Regions from separate parts of the Mus musculus genome. Here regions 2, 3, 4 and 5 are each linked to region 1. Evidence: chromatin contacts called from public Hi-C, Micro-C and promoter capture Hi-C data. All regions are on one chromosome and are shown on one strand. The core of a region is the stretch at or near the end of the contact, and the rest is flanking DNA. Distances in the headings are between cores, read along the strand shown. Region 1 holds the start of Smg1 (SMG1 homolog, phosphatidylinositol 3-kinase-related kinase (C. elegans)). Region 2 holds the start of Gde1 (glycerophosphodiester phosphodiesterase 1). Region 3 holds the start of B230311B06Rik (RIKEN cDNA B230311B06 gene). Region 4 overlaps Tmc7 (transmembrane channel-like gene family 7). Region 5 has its middle 14 kb from the start of Coq7.

The links. Promoter capture Hi-C pulls out the DNA fragments that hold promoters and counts their contacts. Hi-C and Micro-C count contacts between places; a contact is called where the count stands out from the background.
Region 2: a contact with region 1 is called in a Micro-C map of embryonic stem cells, with 3 times the contacts expected there. The contact joins the promoter of Gde1 here to the promoter of Smg1 in region 1. A contact is called at or near these places in 18 of 39 promoter capture datasets (the 3T3-L1 cell line, 3T3-L1-derived adipocytes, the C10 cell line and 11 more), 9 of 484 Hi-C or Micro-C datasets (B cells, CD8 T cells, LSK cells and 4 more), 6 of 115 datasets of contacts at active chromatin or transcription factors (the SCID.adh cell line, astrocytes, extraembryonic endoderm stem cells and 3 more) and 3 of 9 other capture datasets (adipose tissue, liver and pancreatic islet).
Region 3: a contact with region 1 is called in a Micro-C map of embryonic stem cells, with 4 times the contacts expected there. The contact joins the promoter of B230311B06Rik here to the promoter of Smg1 in region 1. A contact is called at or near these places in 4 of 39 promoter capture datasets (the C10 cell line, cranial neural crest, hippocampal neurons and 1 more), 2 of 484 Hi-C or Micro-C datasets (both in embryonic stem cells), 4 of 115 datasets of contacts at active chromatin or transcription factors (embryonic stem cells, fibro-adipogenic progenitors, microglia and 1 more) and 1 of 9 other capture datasets (pancreatic islet).
Region 4: a contact with region 1 is called in a promoter capture Hi-C map of liver. The contact joins the enhancer-like site here to the promoter of Smg1 in region 1. A contact is called at or near these places in 4 of 39 promoter capture datasets (the C10 cell line, cranial neural crest, hippocampal neurons and 1 more), 1 of 115 datasets of contacts at active chromatin or transcription factors (embryonic stem cells) and 2 of 9 other capture datasets (adipose tissue and liver).
Region 5: a contact with region 1 is called in a Hi-C map of cerebral cortex, with 2.9 times the contacts expected there. The contact joins the enhancer-like site here to the promoter of Smg1 in region 1. A contact is called at or near these places in 9 of 39 promoter capture datasets (the C10 cell line, cranial neural crest, hematopoietic stem and progenitor cells and 4 more), 4 of 484 Hi-C or Micro-C datasets (cerebral cortex, erythroblasts, nephron progenitors and 1 more), 2 of 115 datasets of contacts at active chromatin or transcription factors (embryonic forebrain and pancreatic cancer cells) and 3 of 9 other capture datasets (adipose tissue, liver and pancreatic islet).

The regions. Positions count from the first base shown.
Region 1 is chr7:118,242,341-118,244,942 of GRCm38.p6, forward strand. It overlaps Smg1 (SMG1 homolog, phosphatidylinositol 3-kinase-related kinase (C. elegans)), which reads right to left and starts at 1,297. Exons shown (of 63, transcript NM_001031814.1): 1 at 865-1,297. The coding sequence starts at 950. It overlaps 4930583K01Rik (RIKEN cDNA 4930583K01 gene), which reads left to right and starts at 1,567. Exons shown (of 2, transcript NR_027879.1): 1 at 1,567-1,625; 2 at 2,388-2,602.
Region 2 is chr7:118,704,421-118,707,022 of GRCm38.p6, forward strand. It overlaps Gde1 (glycerophosphodiester phosphodiesterase 1), which reads right to left and starts at 1,318. Exons shown (of 6, transcript NM_019580.4): 1 at 970-1,318. The coding sequence starts at 1,230.
Region 3 is chr7:118,590,967-118,593,568 of GRCm38.p6, forward strand. It overlaps B230311B06Rik (RIKEN cDNA B230311B06 gene), which reads left to right and starts at 1,319. Exons shown (of 2, transcript NR_169121.1): 1 at 1,319-1,494.
Region 4 is chr7:118,556,092-118,558,693 of GRCm38.p6, forward strand. All of the region lies in intron 5 of Tmc7 (transmembrane channel-like gene family 7), which reads right to left. Among named protein-coding and RNA genes, the nearest start is that of Coq7, 24 kb to the left of the region's middle. Within about 2 kb of position 1,315, at least 20 of the 459 cell types and tissues checked have an H3K27ac peak or open chromatin away from gene starts, as enhancers often do. A contact at or near this core is called in liver, where this site is marked.
Region 5 is chr7:118,517,608-118,520,209 of GRCm38.p6, forward strand. It overlaps a transcript of Coq7 not described here. Among named protein-coding and RNA genes, the nearest start is that of Coq7, 14 kb to the right of the region's middle. Within about 2 kb of position 1,279, at least 36 of the 459 cell types and tissues checked have an H3K27ac peak or open chromatin away from gene starts, as enhancers often do. A contact at or near this core is called in cerebral cortex and pancreatic cancer cells, where this site is marked.

The DNA.
Region 1 (2,602 bases), core at 47-2,546:
TTCCATTCACGTGGCCATTCTGAACAACGGAGTGTACTTCAAAGAATACATCAACTTCTACTGAAAGACAGGTTTTATACATTTAGGAAGTCCTAGGCACTGTTAAAGCTCAAGTAGTCTCTGAATACTTGAAGCCTTTACTCAGCAAAGAATGGGAACCTACATTAAGTATAACCAGTCCATAATCAGAAAGAACTGACTAGAAATAGTTTTTCTTTCGTATTTTTCTCTTAATATTTTAAATCCAACCAGACTCCAATTCCTTCATGCAAAACGAAATTTCTCTACTCCTGAGAATACAAATTCACTCCAAAGCGCCCTGGGAAATTACTGTTTCCAGAAAAACTATTTCTGCAGTTGGGGAAAACTTAAAATGCCCCAGTGCCTGATTGTGTCGATTTCATTCACAGTCCCATAATCTCATCTTTTGGTCGACTAACATCCTGTCTAAAGTCAGAGGAAGACCTCGGTAGAGTTCTCAGCTTTTAAAATACATTAATTAACACGTGGGAGTCCAGAAGGACGCAGAGTTAAGGTGGTCTTTGGCATGAGGACTGGACGCGGAGCCGAGGAAGTTAATAGGTAACAGGGAGGGTTCCTGGACCTCAAATCTCAACTTGGAGTTAGACGGCAGTGGAACGTCCTCCTCCACCCAAGCTCAGAGCCACTGCTCCAGCCATCCGGCTGAGGCGGCCAGCCGGGCACAGAGGCCTCCGCTGCCCGCAGCTTTCCTGCCGGACCAGGCCCGGAGGACACCCAGGAAGCCGCGCCCGGCTCCAGGGACCGCGGGCCTAGGCCGCGCCTCCCAGTCCCGCGGGCCTAGGCCTCGGCCAGCTCCAGGCGAGGCTCGACGCGGTCACCCACCTGGGTTGCCAGTCATTCCAGCTCCGCGGGTACTTGGTGCCGCCGCCGCCGCTGCTCAGCCGAGACCCCGGGGCTCTGCGGCTCATTACCTTCCCCGACACGACATGGCCAAGCGCCGCCGCCCGAAGAAGCGCGAGTCGCCGCCTGAACCGGCCGCCGCCGACACTGCGATCTGGCCCGGGGCTGAGGAGGAAGCCGCGGAGGGGGCGGCGGAGGGCGGGGGAGGCGGACGGCCGTTCCGGGTTCCGCTGGAGCCCGCAACGCAGGAGCAGGAGGCGGGAGCGGCGCGGCGAGGGGGAGGCGGAGGCAGGCGAGGCGACGTCTCTTCCAGGGCAGCGCGCGGCCCGCGACGCTGGGGCCCAGGAGGACGAGGACAGCGAGGAGGCGGTGGCGGCGGCTCCTCACGCTCACACGGCCACGGCTTCCCCGCCTCCCGGCTCCGCCCGCCGCGCCGCCGCTGCCGCACGGCATGCTGGGAGCGAGGGGCGGTGCCGGCGCCCTAGGAGCCTGGAGAGGGGCGGGGCTCGGGGTGAAAGGCGGGGCTATTGGTCACAGAATATGGACTAGAGGCGGGGCTTATGACAGGGGTAGGGTCACCTAGGAGGGGCGGTGCCGGCGCGCCCCAAGCCTGGAGAAGAAGGGCGGGACTAGTTGGGGCGTGGTCTGTGGCTGCTGAACCTGGAGAGGGGAGGGGCGAAAGTCAAAAGGCGGGACCTGCTCGAGAGGCACTGGAGTTCTGAGAGCCTAGACTTCAAGGCGAGGTCCGCGTTCGCGTAGCTAAAAGGGGTGGGGCTTTGAGGAGAAGGCGAGAACTACTGGAGAGCAGGGACCCGAGCGGACCTCCCTGGGCCTCCTGAGCAGCAGCTCTGTCTGCGGGTGGTAGAGAGCAATGTGGACTCGTCGCGGGGCATCATGGGAGAGGGGATCTCCACCCCGGGTCCACACACGCCCTCCCATACACTCGGAGGACCGGCAGTCAGGTGTGAACAGGCGTCCAATGGAGGACAGGAGGGGGAGCGTGCCCTTGAGCGCTAATGCGCGCACACAGATGTGCCCTTGGCGCTCACGTGCGTCCACCTGCCTGCCACCGTCTTAAGGGAAAAAGTCAGAATAGTAAAATCGAGGAAGGGGAAGTGAAAGCGACACCTTTTCAACCCCTACCTGAAATGTCATGCAGTCCTGGTACATATTTTCCAAAAGTGAAAAACAACGCCTGCTTCCTGCCCCATGAACTGTGCTCTGTAATCTGGTTCCTTCTAGTAGTAAGAGGCCTGTTACCCACACTCTCCTGAAAGAATTCGATAAAGCACTGGGCACATTATGTGAACGCAATATACTCCTTTGTGTGCGTGTTTACATGTGAAGTACAGAGAACAACCTCAAGTGTTGCTCATAAGCCTCCAGCTACCATGTATTTTGAGGCAAGGTCTCTCTCTCACTAGCTGGCCAGAGAGCCCCACGAATCTTCTGTTTCCTCAACGCTGGCTTTACAAACGGTGACACCATTTCTGGCTTTTTTTCAGGTGGTTTCTCGTGTGTGCGGGGCAAGCACTTTAATGACTGAGCTATCTCCCTAGCTGCAGGCTCAACTTTAAAAATAGCCGAGATACACATCAAGCAAGTATTTAAACCTTTTCCACATAAAGTTTTTAGGCCATCCATCGTTTTGCCTCACAAGAGAAGTATGTATACATCACTTAAGTAATTCAAAATTGTTACCAAGGACATGGCTCAGAAA
Region 2 (2,602 bases), core at 68-2,567, 460 kb after region 1:
TCCACATACTTCTTTCATGCTATTTTTTTGATCTACAATTAAACCCACAGATGCAAGGCCAACACGTATGAAGGCTGACTGTAGTGCACTGAAGTCCATAATCCACTGAAATGCTCTTGCCATACAAGCTGACATTAATCTGAAAACAGAAGGCTTCCAAGGGCAAAGGGCTATTAAAATTCTCCTGGGTGCCTTATGGAAAGGGGAAGCAAATATTGACAGAGGAGTCTGGCTGCCAGGGTTGACGACTATGATGAAGGTGTATTTGGAAAGAGGCCATAAAGATAATATCCAAGTAATACAGAGGACAGAAATACACCCTGTGATAAGGGTGATTAAGAATATCTTGCTAGTTGGTGGTGGTGGGTGTCTTTAGTCCCAGCACTTTAACCCCACCAGGCAGGTGGATCTGAGTTGAGGCCAGTCTGATAAGTTCAAGGAGTGGACTACAGAGAAACCCTGTCTCGAAAAAAAGAGAGAAATCCCATTTACTAACAAGAACCCATTTGACCTAGTTCATATCTTAATTCATCCATACACTAGAGTTTGTTCTGCTCCTCGAAGCCAGCACCACATATAAGCCTGTTGTGTTGTGTTGCTACCTTACCACTCCAACATAAACCTCACCTCAGGCCCTTTGCACTTGCCATCGGCATCCTGGAACACTTCCCACTGATTCCAACCTTGTAATTCTAGTTCACAGTTCACAAATATCTAGTTCATAGAAAACTACTGCTACATAATGCACTGCCCCACCCTAAAGTAGCCTCATATGTTATCTCTCCCAACCCAGATGAAAGCCCTGTCAAAGGAGTCGTGCCTGGCTGCCATCCCAGCGTCTGGCACATACCAAGTCTTACAATTACCCGCGGAATTCTAGAAATAGCTGAAGTGGGGAGGGATGCGGAGCCGGGAGGAGAAGAAGAGATGTCAGCGGCGGAGCAGGCCCGAGGCGTGCGCGGGGCTCACCTGCCGGATGGCCGCCAGCGTGTTCTCGGGCGCGTCGTGGCTGCCGCCGCGATGGGCGATGGCGGACACGCGGTCACGGGGCTTGAGCACCTGCAGGGCCCGGCGGGACGGCACCGGCTCGAAGCTGAAGAACCGCAGCAGGATGTAGAGGCTGCCGGTGAGCACGCAGGCGTTGAAGGGGCTGCGTGTCACCACCAGCAGCAGCACCAGCACGAAGGAGAAGGGGCCCAGGAGGCCGCCCTGGTCCTCCCACAGCCACATGCCGGCGCCTGCACCGGCACGGACCGGAGCCCCGGACCTGCCGGGCGACGCGTAGACGCCGAGGTACTGGCCACAGCCGGAACCCTCCGCTGGGAGCAGCGCTGCACAATGGCGCCGACGGACCCATCTCGAGAAAGAGCCCGCCCTCCAGCCAATCAGAGTCCCGGAGCTTCGGCGTTGGGGGGCCGGAACCGCTGTCATGGCAACAGGAGCAGGCCCTTGCCCCAGGCCTGGGTTCCAAGGGCGCTTCGGGTTATGTAAAGTGAGGACAAGACTTAGACCCTGTCCTTCAGACTTAGTGGAAGGAGGGTGACACGGTCAAAGTTTCTTAGTGACCTTGTATCTGACCTCGAGGAAACTAAAGGCTTTGACTTTAAAAGGAACAGGATGTTTAACCTGCTTATTCAAAATGTGCCAGTAGTGTTTCCAGAGTTCTTCTGGGTCAGAGACAGGGCCTGTAATGAGCCAGGCTTACCCTGGAGCTGTAATAAGTTACGCTCCATGAACCAAACAAAAAAAAAAGTAAAAAGCAGAGAAATGGACACACCGGGAAGAAATCTAGTAAAGCACACCCACAAGTCCGTTTTCAGGGTTCTGACGGGAGGTTTAGGTTTAAATAGAGGGCAAGAGGCATGCTTGGCTAAGAAGCCCCGCCCATCATTGACCACTTAGTTCCAGTCTGTTCAGAAAGGTCCGGGACCTTCAGAACCCTTTGAACTTACAGAAAAGATACATTTTTTTCCAGGCTGGACACAGGCTCTAAGCCCTTTCCTTCTCTCAAAATCAGACTCCTAAGGAAATTCCAATTTCCTGCGGTCCATGCCTCAAAATAATATCAAGAAGGGTGACTTACAAATGTCTCTTTGGAATATCTTCATTCTTGCAAGGGCTGTTTCCACCAGGACACATGTCTGCATTTAGTGAAAGTACCTTCCCCTTGCGGGAAGTAGTATTGAGCACGATAACAAGACAAGGAAAATTAAGGGACCGTGGGAAGGAAAAAGAGCTCTTACTAGAAGTGTGGTTAAAGCCTCTTGACTTTAAGCATCAAGAATTCCTGCATGGGTAGCCCACATTCCTTTTATATGGAGATGCTTCAAGTTAGAATGTTCAAATAGCAACAAATCTAAAGGTCTAATATATGGCTTTTCTCCTTTTCCATCTGCAAGCCTGCAATTTGCTAGGAATCTCGTTGACAGTAAAGATGCGTTCACCTCCTTGTGGGACCTTTGTGAATCATGGTTTTATCTTAAGGATTGTGGCTCTTCTCAGTGTGCCCAGAAAGCCACCTTAAATCTCATTTATTGGGCTGGAGAGCTGACTCAATGATTGGGAGTACTGGCTGCTCTTCCAGAGGAACTGAGTTCAATCC
Region 3 (2,602 bases), core at 69-2,568, 350 kb after region 1:
TTTAACAGCTTGCCTTCCTGGTAATTGTGGCATTATTGTGGCTGTCAGCCTACCCCAGTACAACAGAACGTAAGTCCCATGGTAGGAATGGTCTGTGGTCATGGCAGATCACCAAGAAGTTCATTAGGCTTGTGGGAATTAATGGATGGAGGAGGGGAGACTCTTTCTCTCAGAGATTGCTCAATAACTATTACTCATTCATTCATTTTACTGGTATTGGAATTCTGTCGGGACTCCACCCCCCACAGTTAGCTGGCAAAAGCCAGGTAGGCCTGGCCCACTATAAAAGGGGCTGCTTGCCCCCTCCCCTCTCTCTTGTCTCTCTTCTCTTGCCTCTTGCTCTCCCTCTCTCTGCATTCCCTTCCTCCATTTCCCCACGTGGCCATGGCCAGCCTCTACTTCTATACTCTCTCTCTCTCTCTCTCTCTCTCTCTGTGTCTCTCTCTGTCTCTACTACCCTCTTGACTCTCCTCCCCATGCCCTAAATAAACTCTATTCTACACTATACCATCATGTGGCTGGTCCCTCAAGGAGAAGGGATGCCTTGGCATGAGCCTGTCAAGGCGTCCCCTTCCCCATACCTCACCACACCCCCCATAAAACATATTCTTATACCCTTTTTTTCTTAATAATCTTTTTATAACAACTGGCGTGTTTGTTTTGTTTTGTTTTTGAGAAGTGGAAAGGGAAGGAGTCAGAGTCTCATGCATCCCATGTATCCATCCCATCAAATCCACTATGAATGATCTTGAACTTCTAACCTACCTGCCTCTGCTTCCTAAGTGCTGGGGTTGCAGGTGTACACTGCCATTCTGTTTTATGAGTGTGGGGCTCAAACCCCAGGATTCTTTCATGCTGGATAAATTACTAATGAAGCTGTATTCCTGGCTCTTTTTGTTTTGAGACAGATCTCATTATGCAGTTTATCCTTGCCTCAAGCTAGATTCCCCTGCCTCAGCCTCCCAGGCAGTGCTTTGGCAGGAACTCACACCACCAACCCTAATGAAACCTGGTGCCTCCTCGTGTGCTGGGTGAGTGCTCTCTGGTGGGCTTTCTGTGCCTCTGTCACTTTCACAGTGTGTACTTGAGCCTAACGGAGCACTGGACTCTTCCATATAGCAGAATTTGGTAGAGTAAGCTGGCATACTTTTCTCATGGTAAGTGGCCTTTTACTATGGGGTGTCCACCATGATTCCTCAGGACAGACAGAAGGAGTGTCCCTCCTCTCTTCCACACTCTGGCCTCCTCACTTCCCAAGGTCCCCCACAGATGTACTTCCGGTCCATCTGGAAAACATTTCCCTCCTACGGAGGTAATGACTTCCGCCTGTACCCATTCCCATCAGCCCTGCTACACTGTCCTGCTCTGAGTTCTGACTACTCTCTGTCTCTAGGGAGGACTTGGCTGAAATCTCCGAGGCAGGAGATGAATCCTGATGAGAGCCAAAGTTTCTCTGAGGTGGCTCATGGCCTAGACGCTGCTGCCCAGAACGCTGTGAGTGGGGGAAGGGAAAGTTCCCTTTGGCTATTGTTGCAGACAGACAGCAGGACACCAGCACACACACTCAGCAGCTGCCCTCGTGGGTATTTGTTATAAGGCTGTTGAGCTCCAAGGGCTCCTTTTGGGAGGACCATGCTGTTCTGGTATGTCATCATTCCAACTTTCTCATGGTAAGCTGTCATTTCCAGAGAGAGAGAGAGTGAAAAATGAGACAGCCTTGGATCAGCAAATGGTTCTTCACTCACTGGCTGTGCGATCCAAGGCTTGTTACTAAGCCTCTCTGTGCTTCTGCTCTCTCATCTATTTTCTCCCCTTTCCTTCTTTCCTCTTTTAGATAAGAGCTTGCTAGGTAACCCAGGCAGGCTTTAAACTTAAAATATTCCTGCTTCAAGCCACCAGAGTTCAGGGATCATGGGTCTGCATGACCAAACCTGACTCTCTTCCTATATCAGTGGTATCTGTTCCTCTGTTTAAAAAAAGCATTAGCTGGACCTGGATTGTGCAGACAGGGAGAGGTGTGGGTTTGACTCCTAATGTGACCTGGGTATCTGGGAGCTATAACCAAGGAGCAGGCTGGAGGTTGCTGATAGGAAATTACCAGGACAGAATATTAGAGCTGTATTAGTTAAGTTGCTCTGAGCAGATTGGAGGAGGGAGGACTTAGTTTATTCCAGATTTCAGAGGCGTTGGTCCAACTTCTATCATGCTGGCCAAGAAGCAGAGAGAGGGATGGTAGCAAGAAAGAGGTGAGGGCAGAGCATCTCGCGTCCACCCCTGCTTCCTCCCAGGGGTGCCATCTAGATGGGAATTCATCAAAATACAAGGTCAGAACCTGCAGTATCTAACTGTGAGCAATCTGTCACACACACAGCAGGATGGAATGTCTCATTAATCATGAGGTGATTCGAACTCCAATCAGGACGACTGTGGCGACTAGCCACCACAGGGAGTTAAGGAGGTTTCTATCTAGGCTGAGCTGATGAAACTGTCACTGCAGATAGATCAGGTGACAGATACCATCTAGGAAGGAGGCCCACTCAGTGAGGGGCAGCAGGTATTAGGGCTCCTTCTTCCTAAATGACTGTGCAAGGCTCTCTGGCAA
Region 4 (2,602 bases), core at 65-2,564, 310 kb after region 1:
ATTTAGGGACTGAGGTACTGCTAAAAGCTGTGCATCAAAATAACTGTTAAGTGCTGGAAATATGTATACTCTTGCAGAGGACCCAAGTTTGGTTTCTAGCACCCACAAACCGAGGGTTCCCAACCTCCTCTAACTCCAGCTCTGGGGGACCTGATGCCCTCTCTTCTGGCCTACAAAGGGAACTGTCTCATGTGCACATACTCCTAACACAGACACATCCATATACACATAACAAAAATTAAATAATTTTTTTAAAGCTAGCTGGTAAATCATATTTAACTTAAAGTGAAAAGAAATCTAGGTCATAATGTCAAAAAGAAAAGTTAAGAATATGTTTAACACAAGTATAAATAGTATATTCTAAAAACTATGATCCATAGTTGAAATAAACATGGGCTGGGGCTGTAGTTGTAGAGTGTTACAGGGCCATTATACACAAGCTTAAACGAGGCATGGGGGCAGACGCCTGTAATCATAGCACTCTGGTGGTAGAAGCAGATGGATTGGAAAGTTAAAATCATCCTTTGAGACACATAACTAGTTGGTGCCAGCCTGGGCTACATGAGACATTATCTCAAAATAACAAAACAAACAAACAAAAGAACCAATGAAAAATAAATTAATGGAGAGGTGCTTTTGGCCTAGTACTTCCACATCAACACTCCACAAATTGGTCTACAGAACCAGCACGGTCCCAATCAGAGCCCCAGCTGGCCTCATTAGAAACAACAGGCTGGTCTTAAAGTTTAGATGTAGCTGCAAGGGAGTCAGTGGCCAAAGCAACCTTGACAAAAAGGAGTAAAGTTGGAAGTCTTGTCTCCTGGGCTTACTGCAAAGCAAACTCAAGATCATCCAGTGCAGGCATAAAACAGGCCCAGAAGCCAGACATATTGGCCTTTAATTCCATCACTTGGGAAAGAGGTAGGTAGATTTCTGTGAGTTCAGGGCCAGCCTTGTCTACATAGTGAGACCCTGTCTAAAACAAAAGCAAATAACAAAACCAGATACACATAGCAGAAAAACAGAACAAAGCACCTATGTATCTCCAGCCAGCAGGTTTTTAGTAGAGGGGAAAACATGTCTTCTCAACAAACAATAGACACACAGAGAGCCAAATCATATAAACATCAGCTTAAAGTGGATCAGGGATCTAAGCATTAGAGGTAAACACACAAAAATGCTGGGAAGTTTAAGGTCTGCCTGAGCCAAAAAGCAAAATTCTGTTTAAAAATAAACAAAAAGATGACAAAGTCCTCGATGAAAATAGACTGAACCTCTGAACCTGTAAACCAGCCCCATTGAAATGTTTTTCTTCATAGAGTTGCTGTGGTCAAGGTGTCTCATTACAGCAGTAAAACCCTAACTAAGAAACAGAGTCAGAGGGCAAGAGAGCCTAGAAGGTAAATTTCCTGACTTCTAAAGGAGCCTGTTTTCAGAAGCCAAGCTTGTCATCTTACCTCTGGCCCTCTTTCTTCCTGTTGGGCCTATTTCAGTGTGAAGTGACAACAATAGCAAGAAATAAAGCCCATTCCTCAGTCACAGAGGCCACATCTCAAGAGCTCAGGAGCCCATGGCTCCCTCATGGGACCGACAGACTCAGGCTGCTCTCCAGAACACTGTAGGAAGTTCTTTTGGACAGGGTTGCTTAAGCACGCTTCCTGGGTTGCACATCTGTGATCATGTGCCACTAACTGTCCTGCAAAACATACTAACACATGGTGCTTTGGGGGATGCAATGAAAGAAATGGGGCTACTCAGTGAACTCCTGTCTTGAGAAACCAAAAAGGAGGAGGAGATGGAGAGGAATAAGGAAGATGGCAGCTCCGAGCTTGGTTCCACAATTTCTTTTTCTTTTTCTCTTTCTTTTCTCTTTCTTTTCTTTTCTTTTCTTTTCTTTTCTTTTCCTTTCCTTTCCTTTCCTTTCCCTTTCTTCCTTCCTTCCTTCCTTCCTTCCTTCCTTCATTTCTTCTTTTTTAATGAGACAGGGCATCACTATGCATGCCTGATTGTAGACCAAGCGGGCCAAGAACTCACAGAAATCCACCTGCTCTGCCTCTTGTGCTAGGAACAAAGGCATGCACCATTATGATCAGTCAAGTCTTGCTTTCAGTAACAATGACTTCAGGCAAGCTGCTGAGTTCTTCTCCTTTGCGAGCTTCCATTTTCTCAAGTACATATCTGGCATTTGACTGTGCACCCAACCACCAGAGCTGTTCTGAAGAAAACATTGACTTTGGAAACATAAAAACACCTCCAGCCTCCCCACAATATTAAATGAAATGGACAGATTCCAGGCCTTTTACTTGTCTATTCAGAAAAGCAGCAAGTTCTATGGCGTGGCATTTTAGTACTAGCAACTTCCAGGAAGATGGTTTAATCTGTACGCTAAATGCATTCTATCTGAAATGCCTGGAACCAAAAGCGTCTGCGACCTCAGACCTGTTCAGAATTGAGATTTTCCCCAGAGAGTTCACCAGATGAATGTCCATCAGCAGACAACCACAAATGCAAGGCAACAAAGGCAGCAGAGAGCAGGAAAGGCAGCAGGGGGTAGTACTTCCTGAACTCTAGTGGAAGGTCTAGGTGAGCAGAGGACTGCAAC
Region 5 (2,602 bases), core at 29-2,528, 280 kb after region 1:
CTAGGCCTGACCTGGGAGTCTCTGCTTCAGTAGGTAGAGTAGAGTCTGTAGAGTTTGCCTGTTGATTCTGATATGCCGGCTCAGTTAAAAAATAAAATCAAAAGCCAAAGATGAAGCCTGTGAATGTTCTGTGTAATCCCTAGGAAGAGAAATAGACTTTTATATGTAGATGTGACAGTTAATATTGATTGTCAATAGCTTCCAGAATCACGGAGGAGACAAGGCTCTAGGCATGCTTGTATGGTTGAGGGAGTTTCTAGATTGGGTTAGCCTCTGGGCATGCTTACGAGGGAGCCTTCCTGATTGTCTGGTCCATGGATTGGAGTCCTCCTGCACTGAGTAAGGAGAGTGAGCAGCAGTGGGCAGTGAGCAGCAGTGAGCAACAGTGGGCAGCAGTGAGCAGCAGTGAGCAGCAGTGAGCAGCAGTGGGCAGTGAGCAGCAGTGAGCAGTGAGCAGCAGTGGGCAGCAGTGAGCAGCAGTGAGCAGCAGTGGGCAGTAAGCAGCAGTGGGCAGCAGCTCTGTTCTTGCCAGCACCAGAAGGTGCAATGGGACCAGCCAGGCTCCTCCAGCTCCCACTGCCAGACCTCCCCGACCATGAGGGACTATATCAAGAAAACTATATGAACCAAAAACGAGTCCTTTCTCCCATATGTTGCTTATGTCTGGGTATTTTTATCATCACAGCAAAGAAAGTACCTAAGAGAGAAAGCTGCATGAAGAACGGAGAAAATCTCAAAACCAAACCAAAACAGAAACAAACACAGAAGAGGAAAAAAAAAAAAAAAAAAAAAGAAAGAAAGAAAAGAAAAGAAAAGAAAAGAAAAGAAAAGAAAAGAAAAGAAAAGAAAAGAAAAGGAATTCAGGGGATGGCCCCAGGTGAGAGTTGGGGCTGTGCAGGAAGAGCAGGATCTATCAGGTGCTGCCTGGCGCTGGCTGCTGGCACCTCGCAAGGAAACCCTGGACAGGGAGGGACTGACTGGCTGCTCCCTCCCATATTCTCATCTCTCTCCCTTTTTCTGAGAAAGCAAATGAATCCATCAGGACAAGGACACTGAAGCTATGTGAGCATTGCCACCAGGAGCCCTCCAGCTCACCCTCCCAAGGCAATGCTCAGGTGTGACATTTGGGGATGCTCTCCTTTTGCAGCAGAGATCCAAGGGTGGCATTGCCAGGGCCAAGTTACCACCTTGTGGCAGTTCTCTGCCTCTCCCAGGTGCCTTCACCCAAGCCAGCTGAGACTGCCTGCAGGCGGCCACACTCCCGCCTCGGGCTCCGCTCGGTTCGCGCGCGCCCTCTGGAGGCCACCGGAGTCGTGGGCCGTTCCTCGGGAGGCGTCCAGGCGTGGTCCTGTGACAAAGGACCCTGGAGCTGCAGACAGCCCTGGGGAGCACTGAAGACCTGCTGTAAATGGCCGGCTTTATGTGTTTACTCGCTTTCCCTGAGTAGGATTGGCGTGCTCCCTTTCCCAAAATCAAGGTTCAAGCTGGGTTATACAGGTGTTTGCAAGGTCCTGGGGTGAGGCTCAAAGAGAGTGTGGTCCCCAACAGAGTTCAACTCTTGCACCATGGGGACTGGACAAGTAGTTCCATCGTTCCCGATCTTCTGCAGCAAGGCCCAGAGCTGCAACCAGTAGTCACCAATAAAAATCCCACCTTGAGCTACAAGTTCAAGTGGTCCCCTGAAGCAACAGAGCCAGGCAATAGAGAAACAGATTCGTAGTGAGCCGTTAGTTACCATGTCTGTCTCCAGCCACATCCACACAATCATTCCACCCAAGTCTAGCCAAGTCAACCAAGGAACCTAATGGCAATTTACAAGTGGCACACCACGGAGAAAAGTCTCTCCAGATGTAACCATTAACCAGGGATGGTAGGCACTACCAAACAGAAACTACCAAGGAACCTGTGGGGGTCCTGGCAGCCACACTTGGCCAGGATGTAGATTCTGACTGGGGGTGGAGGGGCAGCCTCAAATTGTATTTGCCCCCTGCTCTCTGGTTGGTACCATTGTAGGGAGGGAGGGTGGGCATGAAGAGAAACCCAGGTCAGCTGCCTGTGGAAACACAGTGCTTGCAGAGACTGCCCGTTCATCATCCTGGCATCAGCCCTGGGTTCTGTCCAACTTTAAATCGTATTTCCCTGAAAGGTCAGAGTGGTAAGGAAAGGGGAGACAAGGAAACACTGTGGCCATGTGAGGACATGCTGCGACGACGGGAGGAGGAGTCGGAACCTCTCTGGAAGCTCTCAGAAGCATCAAGCACCAGCCCTTCATTTTGAAGGGGAGGCTAAACACACAGGAGCTGACTGTCACACCCTTCATGTGGCTGGGGCATCTGGCTCAAGAGTGTTGCTATGGGGAGGGCCATAGTACTGACTATGCCACAATCAGAAGATACTCTCGGAACCTCTGCCCACCACTGGAGACGTAGAGACCAGAGGACCCTTGGAGGCATATGGCCTGCCAGCCCACTGAATCCATCGGCTCCAGGTTCACTGAGAGACCTGTCTCAAACAATAAGGCAGAGAGAGAGTGGCAGAGAAAGACAGCTACCTGTGACCTTTTGCCTCTCTCCATGCACTGACCCCCCTCCCACAAACACAC